Regions from separate parts of the Mus musculus genome. Here all the other regions are linked to region 1. Evidence: chromatin contacts called from public HiChIP or PLAC-seq data. All regions are on one chromosome and are shown on one strand. The core of a region is the stretch at or near the end of the contact, and the rest is flanking DNA. Distances in the headings are between cores, read along the strand shown.

Evidence for each region. HiChIP or PLAC-seq counts read pairs in DNA pulled down with a chosen protein or histone mark.
Region 2: an H3K4me3 HiChIP or PLAC-seq map of forebrain shows a contact between it and region 1, with 6 times the contacts expected there. The contact joins the enhancer-like site here to the promoter of Atrip in region 1. A contact is called at or near these places in 13 of 39 promoter capture datasets (the 3T3-L1 cell line, the C10 cell line, the HPC-7 cell line and 9 more), 1 of 484 Hi-C or Micro-C datasets (LSK cells), 13 of 115 datasets of contacts at active chromatin or transcription factors (SST interneurons, embryonic basal ganglia, embryonic hindbrain and 9 more) and 1 of 9 other capture datasets (pancreatic islet).
Region 3: a contact with region 1 is called in an H3K4me3 HiChIP or PLAC-seq map of bone marrow-derived macrophages, with 11 times the contacts expected there. The contact joins the enhancer-like site here to the promoter of Atrip in region 1. A contact is called at or near these places in 14 of 39 promoter capture datasets (the 3T3-L1 cell line, 3T3-L1-derived adipocytes, HPC-7-derived erythroid cells and 10 more) and 7 of 115 datasets of contacts at active chromatin or transcription factors (the 230-238 cell line, bone marrow-derived macrophages, embryonic stem cells and 3 more).

The regions. Positions count from the first base shown.
Region 1 is chr9:109,072,568-109,076,613 of GRCm38.p6, reverse strand. It overlaps Atrip (ATR interacting protein), which reads left to right and starts at 2,490. Exons shown (of 13, transcript NM_172774.3): 1 at 2,490-2,859; 2 at 3,877-4,007. The coding sequence starts at 2,610. Atrip-trex1 (Atrip-Trex1 readthrough) reads left to right here and starts at 2,517. Exons shown (of 14, transcript NR_153412.1): 1 at 2,517-2,955; 2 at 3,877-4,007.
Region 2 is chr9:109,892,664-109,896,991 of GRCm38.p6, reverse strand. It overlaps Cdc25a (cell division cycle 25A), which reads right to left. Exons shown (of 15, transcript NM_007658.3): 15 at 3,102-4,328. Among named protein-coding and RNA genes, the nearest start is that of Mir7089, 5.2 kb to the right of the region's middle. Within about 2 kb of position 2,056, at least 145 of the 459 cell types and tissues checked have an H3K27ac peak or open chromatin away from gene starts, as enhancers often do. A contact at or near this core is called in the HPC-7 cell line, epiblast stem cells, forebrain and 3 more, where this site is marked.
Region 3 is chr9:109,962,203-109,966,135 of GRCm38.p6, reverse strand. The region is part of intron 1 of Map4 (microtubule-associated protein 4); the gene reads right to left. Among named protein-coding and RNA genes, the nearest start is that of Map4, 32 kb to the right of the region's middle. Within about 2 kb of position 1,550, at least 2 of the 459 cell types and tissues checked have an H3K27ac peak or open chromatin away from gene starts, as enhancers often do. A contact at or near this core is called in bone marrow-derived macrophages and liver, where this site is marked.

The DNA.
Region 1 (4,046 bases), core at 1,241-3,740:
TGTTTGGGAAGAAGGGGTTGAGACAGGTTCTGTAGCACAGACTGATGGACAGGCCTTGATTAGAATCTTCTTGCCAGAGCTGGGCGTGGTGGCGCACACCTTTAATCCCAGCACTCAGGAGGCAGAGGCAGGCGGATTTCTGAGTTCGGGGCCAGCCTGGTCTACAAAGTGAGTTTCAGGACAGCCAGAGCTACACAGAGAAACCTTGTGTTGAAAAACCAAAAACAAACAAACAAACAAAAAAAAGAATCTTCTTGCCTCAGCTTCCCCAGTGCTGTGATTTCAGGTTTGTGCCACCATGCCTAGCAATGTAACCCTAATTCAGGAGAAACAGGATGCTGGAAATCAAATCCAGAGCCTTGAATATTCTAAGCAAATACTTTAACACTGTCCAACCCCTGTCTGTATTTACTGAGACACCTAGTTGAGAGGCACGGGACTTCTGACTTGCCTTCTAGGCTATCCATACAACTGGGAACAATAGTATGCTTTCCCTAAGAATATTATCTTCTTTCATGAGACAGGCTCTCACTAAATTGCTCATGGTGACATTGATTTAGTTTAGGGCCAGCCAGGCCTTGAATTTGTGATGTCCCTGCCTAAAGTTCCTGAGTAGCTGGAGTTACAGGCCTGCACCATGAAGACCAGCTAGCATACCTGTAAACTCAGCACTCAGGCAGCTGATGCAGGAGAATTGAAATTTTAAAACACTGGGTTGGGGACTAGAGAAATGGTTCAGTAGTTAATAGCACTCACTGCTCTTCTAGGGGTTCTGGGTTCAATTCCCAACACCCATATGATGGCTCACTGTAATTCCAGTTCCAAAGGAGCTGATGCCCTCTTCTGGCCTCAGATCTACATGGAAGCAAAACACCCAAATATAAAACAAACAAATCAGCTTGCTTTGGTCATCTCCAAAAAGCATCTTCTTTGGGCTTAAAGCCCATAGGGCCTTGTCAGCTGGCACCTAGCCCGGTGCTGCTGAAAATACTTATCAGCAGTCATAGCCTCCTGCCCCCAAAACTTCTCGTTTATTTGGTAGAACGTAATCCCTCCTGACAATGTCCTGTTTCCAGAACCAAAGATCGTAGCTATTACAACCTGGGCAATCAGCCACGCCTGGTAGCCCACACTCACAATTCTAGCACTTTAGAGACTGAGACAGGATTAGAAGTTTGAGGCCATCTCAAAAACAAAAAACAAAAACAAAACAAACAAACAAAAACTCATGTCTATAATCCCAGCACTCAGCGGGAGGAAGGACATTCTGGAGTTCTGGGCCAGCTTTGGTTATATGTCTTGACATATAACCAAAGGGGGTGGGGGGCTGCTGGGAGACTTGAACATTCAACATTATGTTGGGCAGCTATGGGAAAACTACCAGCAGCTGAATCAAGAAACTAAGGCAGTTCTAAGTGATGCAATGCCTTCTGACCACTGTAGGCACCAGGCATACATGCATGTGATGCACATACATACATGAAGGTAAAACACACATAAAAAATAATGAGGCAGGGGTGGGGTGGGGGTGGGTTGGCAGGCCTAAGGCATTCTAAGCCTGAGCGCTCTCCTTTCCGCCCAACGCCTCAGCAAACATTGGTAGGTTCACAAACTAAGTCTGGCATTGAGCAAACGGAGTAGAAAAGTCTTGATCTTGTTGCCTTCCAATGCTAATCCGCCATTTCTGGTATCTGTTCTGCCCACCACTTCAGCTCATAAAAGCCAGTCATACACCCAAGCCCAACTCAAATCATTGCTCCTCCATGAAGTCTGTCGCAAAGAGGAGGCATCCACCTGGCATCCTTGTCGAAGATGAATTTTTCTCAGAAACATCATGCGTCTGCCTCCTAACCCATTTTTCTTGCTATTTCCCCCTCAATCTGTTGGGTAATTCAAGGACCACTCCCAGCGAGCCTTCCTTGACCTCTTGAGCTTCATTGTCTCTACGCAACCAGCGCTCAGGACATAAAGACTCTCCAAGAAATAAATGGAAGTTAACAGTTGGAGCAGTTCCGAATAGGCACGCCGTTCTCGAGACCATCCTTCCCAGCCTTTTTTTTTTTTTTTTTTTCTCAAATATACATACTTGAAACATTTGTTATCCTGGAAGATCTCTGCTTCCAGGAAGAAAAGCATTCCTTCTCCTCCCCAAGTCTGCTCTTCCCAGCCTCCTCCCTAAAAGAGTCTCTGGACATGAGAGAGGTGGGTCAGCCGCGAGGAGTGAGGTCAGGGAGAGCTGACCCCTGAACGCTGCCTGCTTCTCTAGGGCTCTGTATTCTACACAGTGCCACGGGGAACCGCCTCAGGTGTGGTCGGGCAGACGCTCCTCGATCTCGCAACCGGGATAATCCTGACAGCACTGTAGTACCCTGGCATCACCGGGGACCCCTTCGTACTGAGCCCAGACACGCAGGAGCCTGTCCCGGGTAACGGCGCGCTCTGTACACGTCACCCATCTGTGCCCGGTAGCTGGCAGCTGATTGGCCCGCAGGCTGGGGAGACGCTGGAAGGCGAGGGGAACGGCGGCGCGCGGGCGGTTGGGCCAGCTCAGGCTTTCTGTGGACAAGGCTGTGCTTGGCGTCTTCGGATGCTGCGGGTTGAAGGTAGTCATGGCCGGGACCCCCGCACCGAACAGCCACAGGAAACAGAGTGGCGGCCTGGAGCCTTTCCCCGGTCTGTCTCGATCCATTGAGAACCCTCCGAGCAAGCGGGCCCGGAGCTTCTCTGAGACCACAGTCCCGGACCCCGAAGACCCATTCGGTGAGCACGCGGAATTTACTGCGGACGACCTAGAGGAACTCGACATCCTCGCGTCACAGGCCCTGAGCCAGTGTCCCGTCGCGCCTCGGAACCTGTCCAGTGAGTGCCTGAGGGGCCTTTTCCCCCGGCGGGTGGTGCAGACCTCTGATTTGGCGGTGAGACATCCAGAATGTTAAATGGCCTCCCATTTAGATGGTATGCACCCCATTGTAACCCTTGGGCAGAAGAGCATTAGAAGGCGTCTGACAGAGGCAAGAGATGAAAGAGAGTCTTACACAAAAATGCCAGTTGCCCAAAGGTTAGGCATGGCAAACAGGCAATGGGCAAGAAATGCCAAAGCTGCTTTTCTTCTTAGAGCTTACACTCTTGGGGAATAAGTTAAGTGTCAGGAGGGTTTGATGGGCACCTTGCGAATGTACTTAGCACTTACAGCATCTGAAAAATAGGATTATCCCTGGAAATGTGGCTGGCCCTCCATCTCTCCAGCAATATTGCATGGAAAACCAGGCATTGGAAAACACTCATTGCTGACCAGCTGTCATATGCGGCAGTGGTTAGACGCAACTTTCCACGAAATGGCACAAAGCAATGCTGCCTCCCCCTTCCTTGGCCCTACATCACCCGGTACTCTACCTTACTCCATCCCTGGAGCCCCACCTCCCCCTGGAATGTATCCATTTGGTTCACCATCAGTCTTTAAAACCAGCAGATCCTATGCCTAACATGTTGTAGTAAATAGTAGTTATGGTAGAGTCACAGCCAGTGCAATCTCTGTTCAGCTATGAGCTGAGAGTCTAGAAAGTGGGTGAGGTATAAAGCGAGAGAATTCAGATATGCTATGCCATAAGGATTCTTTATGTGTTTATACCATGCTCGGAGCTGTTACCTGGGTCTTTCTCAACTTGGCTTTCAAGAGTGACTCCTTCTGCATTTTATGACAAAGGTGGATACATACTGAGCCCCGCAGTATACATGGGATTATTTTTTCCAGACAGGTTCTCGATCTCTAGCAAGGCTAGCCTTGAATTTGAGATCCCCATAGCTCTACTTCACAAGTGTTGGGATTGCAGTTCTGTGCCACCATGCTCAACCTAAGGGCAACTACTTTTTATACAGGTGCTCATAAGGTCCGCCGATTAGATGGGTTACCAAATAGTCCTATAAGGAAAAGCAGAGAAGATATTCCAGTTAAAGATAATTTTGAATTAGAAGTACTTCAGATACAATACAAAGAACTTAAAGAAAAGGTATGTGACTTTTGGGTTGTTTGTTTGTGTTTTGTTTTG
Region 2 (4,328 bases), core at 807-3,306, 820 kb before region 1:
AGCCCAGCCTGACCAGCTTCCCTACCACGGTAGGCATGTAGCTTGGCAACTGTCAAGGCTTGCCATTCCTCTTCCTGCACACCCAGTTGTTTGGGCATTGACAAATGCCAGGCAGGTGACGTGCCTTGGTTTCCACCAGCATTGCCCTTTTTACCCTCTGGGCCAGGATAGGTATGGGGCAAATAGCAGGGGAGAAGCAGGGTGTGTCCCAAGATCCAGAGGGCAGAGCACGGACTTCAGCTGAATGATGGCATAAACCTACCTAGAACTGGGACTCAGGACAACAAAATGCCGGGGCACGGCCAGCTGGGTCTGGAAATAGACGTGACATTCAGGGGACATGAGTAGCCAGGAGGCAGACTTTGCCCAGATAATTTGTCTCCCATGTCAAACTTGGATCAAGTGTCCAACCTCTTTCTGGATTCAGAACTCTCCTATGATGACCTAGCAAGAAGGAGAAGAAAGGAAAGCAGGGTCTTCCAGCCAGAAGTTAGAAAACTAAGTCTCATGGGAATTCATGGCTGGAGTTGTCCAGAGGCAATCATTCTAAATTAAAAAAAAAAAAAAAAAAAAAAAAAAAAAAAAAAGCCCAAGCTGAACGTGATGATATACACCTTTCATCCCTGCACTCTGGAGGCAGAGGCAGATGGACCTTTGTTTGAGGCCAGCCTGATCTACATAGAGAATTGAGGCTAGCTAGGACCACATAAAAAGACCATCTCAAAACACACACACACACACACACACACACACACACACACACACACACACACACACACACACACACACACACACACACACACACACGGTGAGAGCATCTTCCCACCCTAATTTTTGGACCTGTCCTCCAGACTCTGCAGTTCTATGTTGGGTGAAGGAAATGTTCTTTGTGCAAGTATTTTAGCAGTAAAAAGAAGATTAAAAAAAAGATTCAAAACCTTTCTCCATTGTACTCTTTGAGTCAGGGTCTCTCAATTGACCCAGGCTGCAGAAGTCCTCAGGCTCGATCTGAGTCACTCTGACACAGAGCTCTGTCCCAGTGACTAGCTGCAATGCCATCCTTTGGTGATTCCCTAAACATTTCCTTTTCATACTGTACTGGTCAGGCAAGAAACAAGCTCACTAGCTGAGTTCTTTGGAAGACGAGTTGAAAGCAAGAGAAAGTTGGGAAAGAGCCGAGGACTTGGAACCGGAGAGCAAAGGCCTACTCCCACTTCCACCATTTGTTAATGAGTAACAAGAGGAACTCAGGAACTAATGGAGCATGGGTGTTCCCATTCATAAAACGTGGGCAGTCGGCATCAGCACCAAACCTACAAACAGTGGCTATGCAAAAGGCCTGGGAAACAAACCAAACCTCAAGTAAGCTGTTTAATGTGGGTGTCTCCAACTTATCTGGACTAGTGATTCTCTTTTTAAGAATTTATTTACTTCTAACAAAAAGAAAAGCCGGGCGTGGTGGTGCACGCCTTTAATCCCAGCACTTGGGAGGCAGAGGCAGGCGGATTTCTGAGTTCGAGGCCAGCCTGGTCTACAGAGTGAGTTCTAGGACAGCCAGGGATACACAGAGAAACCCTGTCTTGGAAAAAAAAAAAGAAAAAGAAAAAGCTTTAAAGAAGGAGAGCAGCATCTATATATTTCAAATTCTTGCCCCAAATTCCAAATTCTGTCAGTTTCAGCCTCCCAGGTAGTTTGTGGAGTTAGACATCAAAAAGGCTGAAGTGGGACTGGATAGCTCTGTGGTTAGGAGTACGCTGGCTGCTCTTACAGAGAACCTAGATTCAATTCCCAACAGTTGCACCTCTGCCACCACTGTCTGACTCCAGCTCCAGGGAATCTGACATCTTCACACAGACTAGAAATAATAAGTGATCTAACAAGAGCAAACTGAAGTGGATCCCTTCACTGTGTCATTCGAATACACCATAAGGGGCTGGGGTCTAACAACTAAGTTAACCTGAGCTACAAGGAAGGAAGGCCCAGGCGTCACCTCTCAGCTGCCTTCCTGGGAGGAGTTGCAAGCCCTCTGTGAGGGAACTAAACTGGGTACACCACCACCATCTTGTGGCCACAGTGTAGCTATGGCAGCAGTCAAAGTGCTGACTGAAATCTGAGAAGACAAAGGGGAGTCCTCGCAGAGGCTGACTGGAGAGCTGGGCTGGCTTCCCAGGGTCACCGGAGGGACTGTTTGTGCTGTTCTGGGAGCCCTAGTTCAGCCAGGGGCTCTGCACCTCTAGGAGTCTCTGTTTGCCCAAGGTCTTAAGGTTTTCTCACAGGATCCCAGTTCACCAGTCCTGGCCCGTCTGCTGTCAGTTTCTGCCTCAGTTATTCACCTTGTCTGGCTCTTCGGGTTTGCTTGGGATGAGTTAATGTTTAGAGCCTGGCTATTTCCCTACAGCAGGCACCCCAGCCATCTAGGCTACCTGGCTAGTCCACTGTTCACACCCACCCTGGCTATCTATAGCCCTCCCTCACTTTCCCCCCAATATTTCCTTTGAAATACCAAGCAAAACAGTTGTCAGGATAAAGACCACCTTTAGTTTCTCTCCTCCTGTTTCCCAGGGACTGGCATGTGTAACTGATGCTGGACAGCCCTCTACCACCGAGGTCCACCCCAGGCCTTGGAATCTCTTTGAGATCAGGGCGGTCCTGAATCTGATATCCTCCCACCTTGGCCCAAGTACTAAGAAATTTACATTTAAAAAACTTACTTGGTATGAACACACACACCACAGACTATATGTGGGAGCCAGAGGATAATTCATGAGTTGTTTCTCTATCATGTGGGGGATGGCCTTGAATGCCAATCCTCAGGCCTTTAGCAACCCAAGGACTAGGCTGTAAGACCACATGGAGTACTGAGAAAACTATTTTAATAGGTCCCATCATGCGACTCTGACTGACCTAGAAGGCCATTTCATCCTGTCAACCGCCTGTTTTTGGGGGATTGTTTCGGCTATTCCTAAAGGCAAACTGAATTTTTTTTATTAATATCCTCTTGAAGAAATATGGCTGGCTTAATTTAGCTATGTGACCCTGGGACCCTAAAGGCAAATGAGACTCCCAGTTGAGTATATTAGGAACTAGGCAGAGAACAAGGGTTCAAGATCACTTTTATTTGCAGAGCCTGCAACTGTTGGTTAACAATGCTAGCTATGCTGGTACAATCTGCAAGCCATTCTCCTGGAAAGCATTCAGCTAACAGAATCTCTACAAACCAGACCAGGGACCAACTGGGACATACTTCAACACGCCAGGGAAGGGGCTGCTCATTCCCTTGCTCTCCACATATTTTCAAACAAGATTTGTTTAATAGCCAAATGCAACTCAAACCCATAACAAAGCAACTAGCCATCTTCAATATCACTGATTCCCTCCCCGCCCCCAGAATAGAAAGCAGAGGGAAGAGGGGAGACTCTTCCTAAGAAAAACCTGGCTAGACCCCAATGGAGCAAAGATAGCAGAGAGGCTGGTGTCCAAGGATATCAACAGGCAGGCACCAAAACAGGCTGTGCAGAATCAAAGCAGCCTGGCCCCTCAGACGAGAGGTGTTTCCGAGAGCCTCACTTCCATGGGATTAGATTAGGGGGTAACTGATGTGATTCACCACTCTCTGACCCTCAAATTAAAACATGATAAACTCTGAACCTTTGACTTCAAAATTTACTACGCCCTCCTGAGAAATTCCACAGTTGTCTGTAGGCCAGGATACATAACAGCCTGGGCTTCCCGCCCCCCTGCTCACCCTTGGGTGCCCACCCAACACTGATTGGATATTCCGACTCATAAAATGACTTTTTTTTTTTTAAAAGGACATTCAGTGGGCATGCTCCTCCCTCACTCTGTGGACTCCACTCTTTCATGCCCCCCCTCTTCCACCTTGGGGCACACTACAGCATTCCAGTACTGGCCTGATGGAAGCTGCCTAAAGTGCCTTCCTGTGACTCCTACACCAGCCACTGTCATGGGGACGTGGGGTGAGGAGTGGAGACAAGACTTTCCCCGAGGAACACTGCAAAATGCAGAAGTAGGTCTGGGAAGGTTAGCTTATGTCCTGTAGCCAAGCCTGGATCTGGTGCAGGCTCTTACCAGCATCTCAGTCCTTGACTTTGAGTAGCAGCAATACTGGTCTGCAGCGCCTCCTAGGGGTGACTGAGCTCCTTGCGCTGTTCACAACTTAACAAGTTTGCCTTTTTCTTATCCCTGCCCCATTTTTTTTTTTTTTTAAATTAAAAGTAGAGGTAGCTCCTAGGATGATAAAACTCTACCTAGAATGGCAGTATTTTGACTTAATGAAGCAGAAAAGTAAAAGTCTTGAATTAAAACAA
Region 3 (3,933 bases), core at 301-2,800, 890 kb before region 1:
TCTTCATGATATTGGGAATATGGACAAGAAAGTTTTAGGATTTTTTTGTTTTCTTTTGTTTTTGAGAATGATGCAGCTTTTAGGTTTCTCTGTGTAGCTTTGTCTGGCCTGGAACTCACTATATAGACCTGGTTAGAGCTTCAAACTCAGAGAGGCACCTGTTTCTAACTCTGAGTGCTGGGATTGAAGACTTGCAATAAAAATATTTAAGGAAAACAACAAAACTTCACTTAACCAATACTTACCAAGTAACAAGCAATCTAAGTATGGTTTTCGCTGTTATTCACCACATCAGGAACATATAGTGTACACACACACACACACACACACACACACACACACACACAGCCTTGACAAGCTAATGTAGTATCCTAGGAAGCACAGCACCCAAAAAAACAATACTATAAAAGAAATTAAATAACTGGGTGGTGGTGACACACCTGTTTAATCCCCAAACTCAAGAAACAAGTAGGTGTATCTCTGAATCTCTGAGTTCAGAAGACTGCCTGATCTACAGAGTGAGTTCCAGGCCAGCCATGAGCCCTACACAGAAAAATACTGTCTCATAAACAAATATAGTAACAATAAATGAATGAATGAATGAAAGAAAAAAAGATATTAAATGAAATAATTGGAAGATGACCTATCCGAAATGAACCTTTCAAGAATTTAAAAAGCCGAAGGACACTAGGTATCTAAAATAGACAATATATGAAAGAAAAACAACTAAAGCAGGGGAGCACTGGACATGGGAGTGTTTGGTGATTCCAGCATTCAGGAAGCTGAGAAAGACATGAGCTGAGGCCTAGCCAAGCTACATAACAAGATCCTATCTCCAAAAATGGGGTGGGGGTATGAGGACGGGGGTTGAGTGGAGAACCAAGTTTATTAGGAAGGGAGACTACATACAACAGCATTAAACTATAGCATTACTTCGTGCTATGAATTTTTAAAAAGTACATTTAATATCAACACATGGTGGCTCCATGAGAAAGAATATTCATGAACAAAAATTTTGTACTGTATACAATAGAGAAGAGAAAGAGAAAGAAAAAAATGGAATTGATCCTAAAGCAGTAGTTGAAATCAACTAAAGAACTTTTGCTGACTCTCCAACTTTAGTTGTAAGTGGGCAGAAGGCAAAGAGAACTTTGCCTTCTCATTGGAATGTGTTTCTCTATTGGTCTGAAAGTCTGAGTGCTGACCTTTAAAAGACAGTGTGAGGTCTGTCCTCCTTTTAGCTGGTGGGCAGACAGACTGAATGGGCATGGACAATCAGTGGCTCTAAGGAGGCTCAGTATTCCACTGTACTTCTTATACATGCACTAGAATATTTTGTGCAATAGATGAATTTTTACTCATTCAAAAGTAAGCAAAAACATAAGGAGATAAAAGACAGAGCATGGCAAGCTGTCCTATACCTTAATCCTAGCACCCTAGAGGAAGGAAGACAGGAGAGTCAGAAGTTCAAGACTGGCCTGGACTACCATGTATACAGTAGTCAACCCACTAAATACAAAGGATCCAGTGGAGGACTCTGTGGTATGAGATAGAAGGAACTAAAATTCCTCAATTGTGAGAAGGCCAGAGGCCAAATATTCCACACTATGCTATAAAGAGGAAATAAACTTTTAAAGCTGGCCATATTGGTATATGCATCTAAAATAACAGCACTGAGGAGGCTAAGGCAAGAGGATATAAACTTCAGCAAGATCTTTCCTAGAGAGAAAGAAAGGAAAGGAGACAGGAGAGAAGGAAGGAGATTATCCCTTCGTAGTCCATGAAACTGCTGGATACACTTCAAAGGCCACAGTCACTACTCCAATGATCTTATCTTAGATCTTGAAAAATCATCATTTTGCCAATAGAAAGGTGATAAAGTTCTCTTTAGAGCACTCAAAAATGTATGCTACTAGGGCTGAGGATATAATTCATCGATAGAGTACAGCCTGCCATCTTCAAGACTCTAGGTTCACTTCCATACCACTAGCTGATAAGAGAATCAAATCTCTTGACTTTCTTTCCAAATACCTTCTCACAGTTAAATACCCAATGCTACTTTCCCCTGGGAAGCTAAACACACTGGGCAAGCAACTCTGAGCTACTGGGCTACATTTCCCAGCCTGCTTTCCTTTTGTTTTTATGTTTGTTTTTATTTTGAGACTTGGTCTCACTAAGCTATCCAAGGTTGGACTCCATTTAACTCTGTATCCCAGACAGGCCTTGAACTTGGAATCCTCCTGTCTCAGCCTCCAGACTATCTGGGATTACAGGCCTGAGTTTCTGAGCTTGGCCAAATGCCACCATTTCATCCCAACACTAGTTACAAGGACACAAAAAGGTAGTAACTTAGACTTCCTCTCTGTTTTATTTTTAGCTTTGTTTTTTTTTTTTTTAAAGATTTATTTATTTATTATATGTAAGTACACTGTAGCTGTCTTCAGACACTCCAGAAGAGGGAGTCAGATCTTGTTATGGATGGTTGTGAGCCACCATGTGGTTGCTGGGATTTGAACTCTGGACCTTCGGAAGAGCAGTCGGGTGCTCTTACCCACTGAGCCATCTCACCAGCCCCTGGCTTTGTTTTTTGAAACAGGATTTCAAGGACCTCACTATGGAGCTCTGGCTGCCCTGTAACTCACTGTGTAGACGAAGCTAGCCTCCAATTCACAGATCTACTTACCTCTGCACCCATACCCAGCAACAATAAGTTTTTATAAAAGGTTACCTTAGCTGGGCCTTGTCACGTCCAAAGAAAACTCCAGTTCCCAAACTCTAAAAGGCAGGAAAAAATCTTCAGAAATAAACTCAAGCTGATTTATTTATAGCTCAAGCAATACTATACCAGGATTTCTGGCAGTTAGATAAAAGGCAGTATTCCTCAGAACTTCTCAAACTGGTTCTGATCCACCAAAAGGAGTAATTTCCCTTACCTCTGCTTGAAGAAACAAGTGGCTACCTGTGGTGTCTATTAGTGTATCAAATCCATGTTGGCCTTGGGGTTTCCTCAAGCACCAGTTAAGACATTTCAAAATCCATGCTAGCATTCTAGCCCTTCTCTCCTCCCCTAACTAAACTTCCTCCAGCTACTCATTCTCTTTAGAACCCTGCTATTCTCTCTCTCCTCCCCTGATGATTACATTTTCTCTATTCTTTATTCCCTGCTAGTATACCCTCTCTTGAAGATAGACACATCCAGTCTGACAACCATGTTCAAGTCTCTCTGGACTCTGGATGTTCTTTCTCTTGTATCTACAATAAAAAAAAAAACTTCCCCTTAGCCATACCATGGAGTGCTTGCTGCACAAGCCTGACACCCTAAACTCAATCCCTGGAGCCAGTGTTTGTTTTTTGTTTTTTTAAATCTGATGCGCTAGATGATGGAGTCATGACTGTAATCCCAGCACTGAGGATGTAAAAGCAGATGGTTCTGAGTTCCAGGCCATAGCAGGTAAAGGCACTTACTTTGCTGCCAAGCCTGACAATCCAAGTTTAATACTGCGACTCATAATGCTGGACACGCTGTCTTATACCTCTAGTCCTAGTACTCCTATAGCTGAGATAAGATAGAATGTTGAAAAGTAGAGAAGAGCCTGGAGTACCTGCTCAGCAGAAACAACTCAGAGACCCTGCCTCAGCCAAGTACAAAAAAAGAACTCATGAAAGGTGTCCTGTAATTTCTACAAGTACACTTTAGAAGCTACACACTCTCACACTCACACAAAGTTTAAAAACAATACAAACAAATCATTCTTGAAATATAGCAGAAATTATTTTTAAAAGAAAAAAAGAGACAAACCTCTTTGTACCAAGACTAACAGATAACATAAAATGTGACTCAGTTGCCCTTCTTACTCTTTTAAGTATTGTTGACATATTAGACTACAGAAGTATGTCATGGGAAGATGACATATTAGATATGGAAGTATGTCA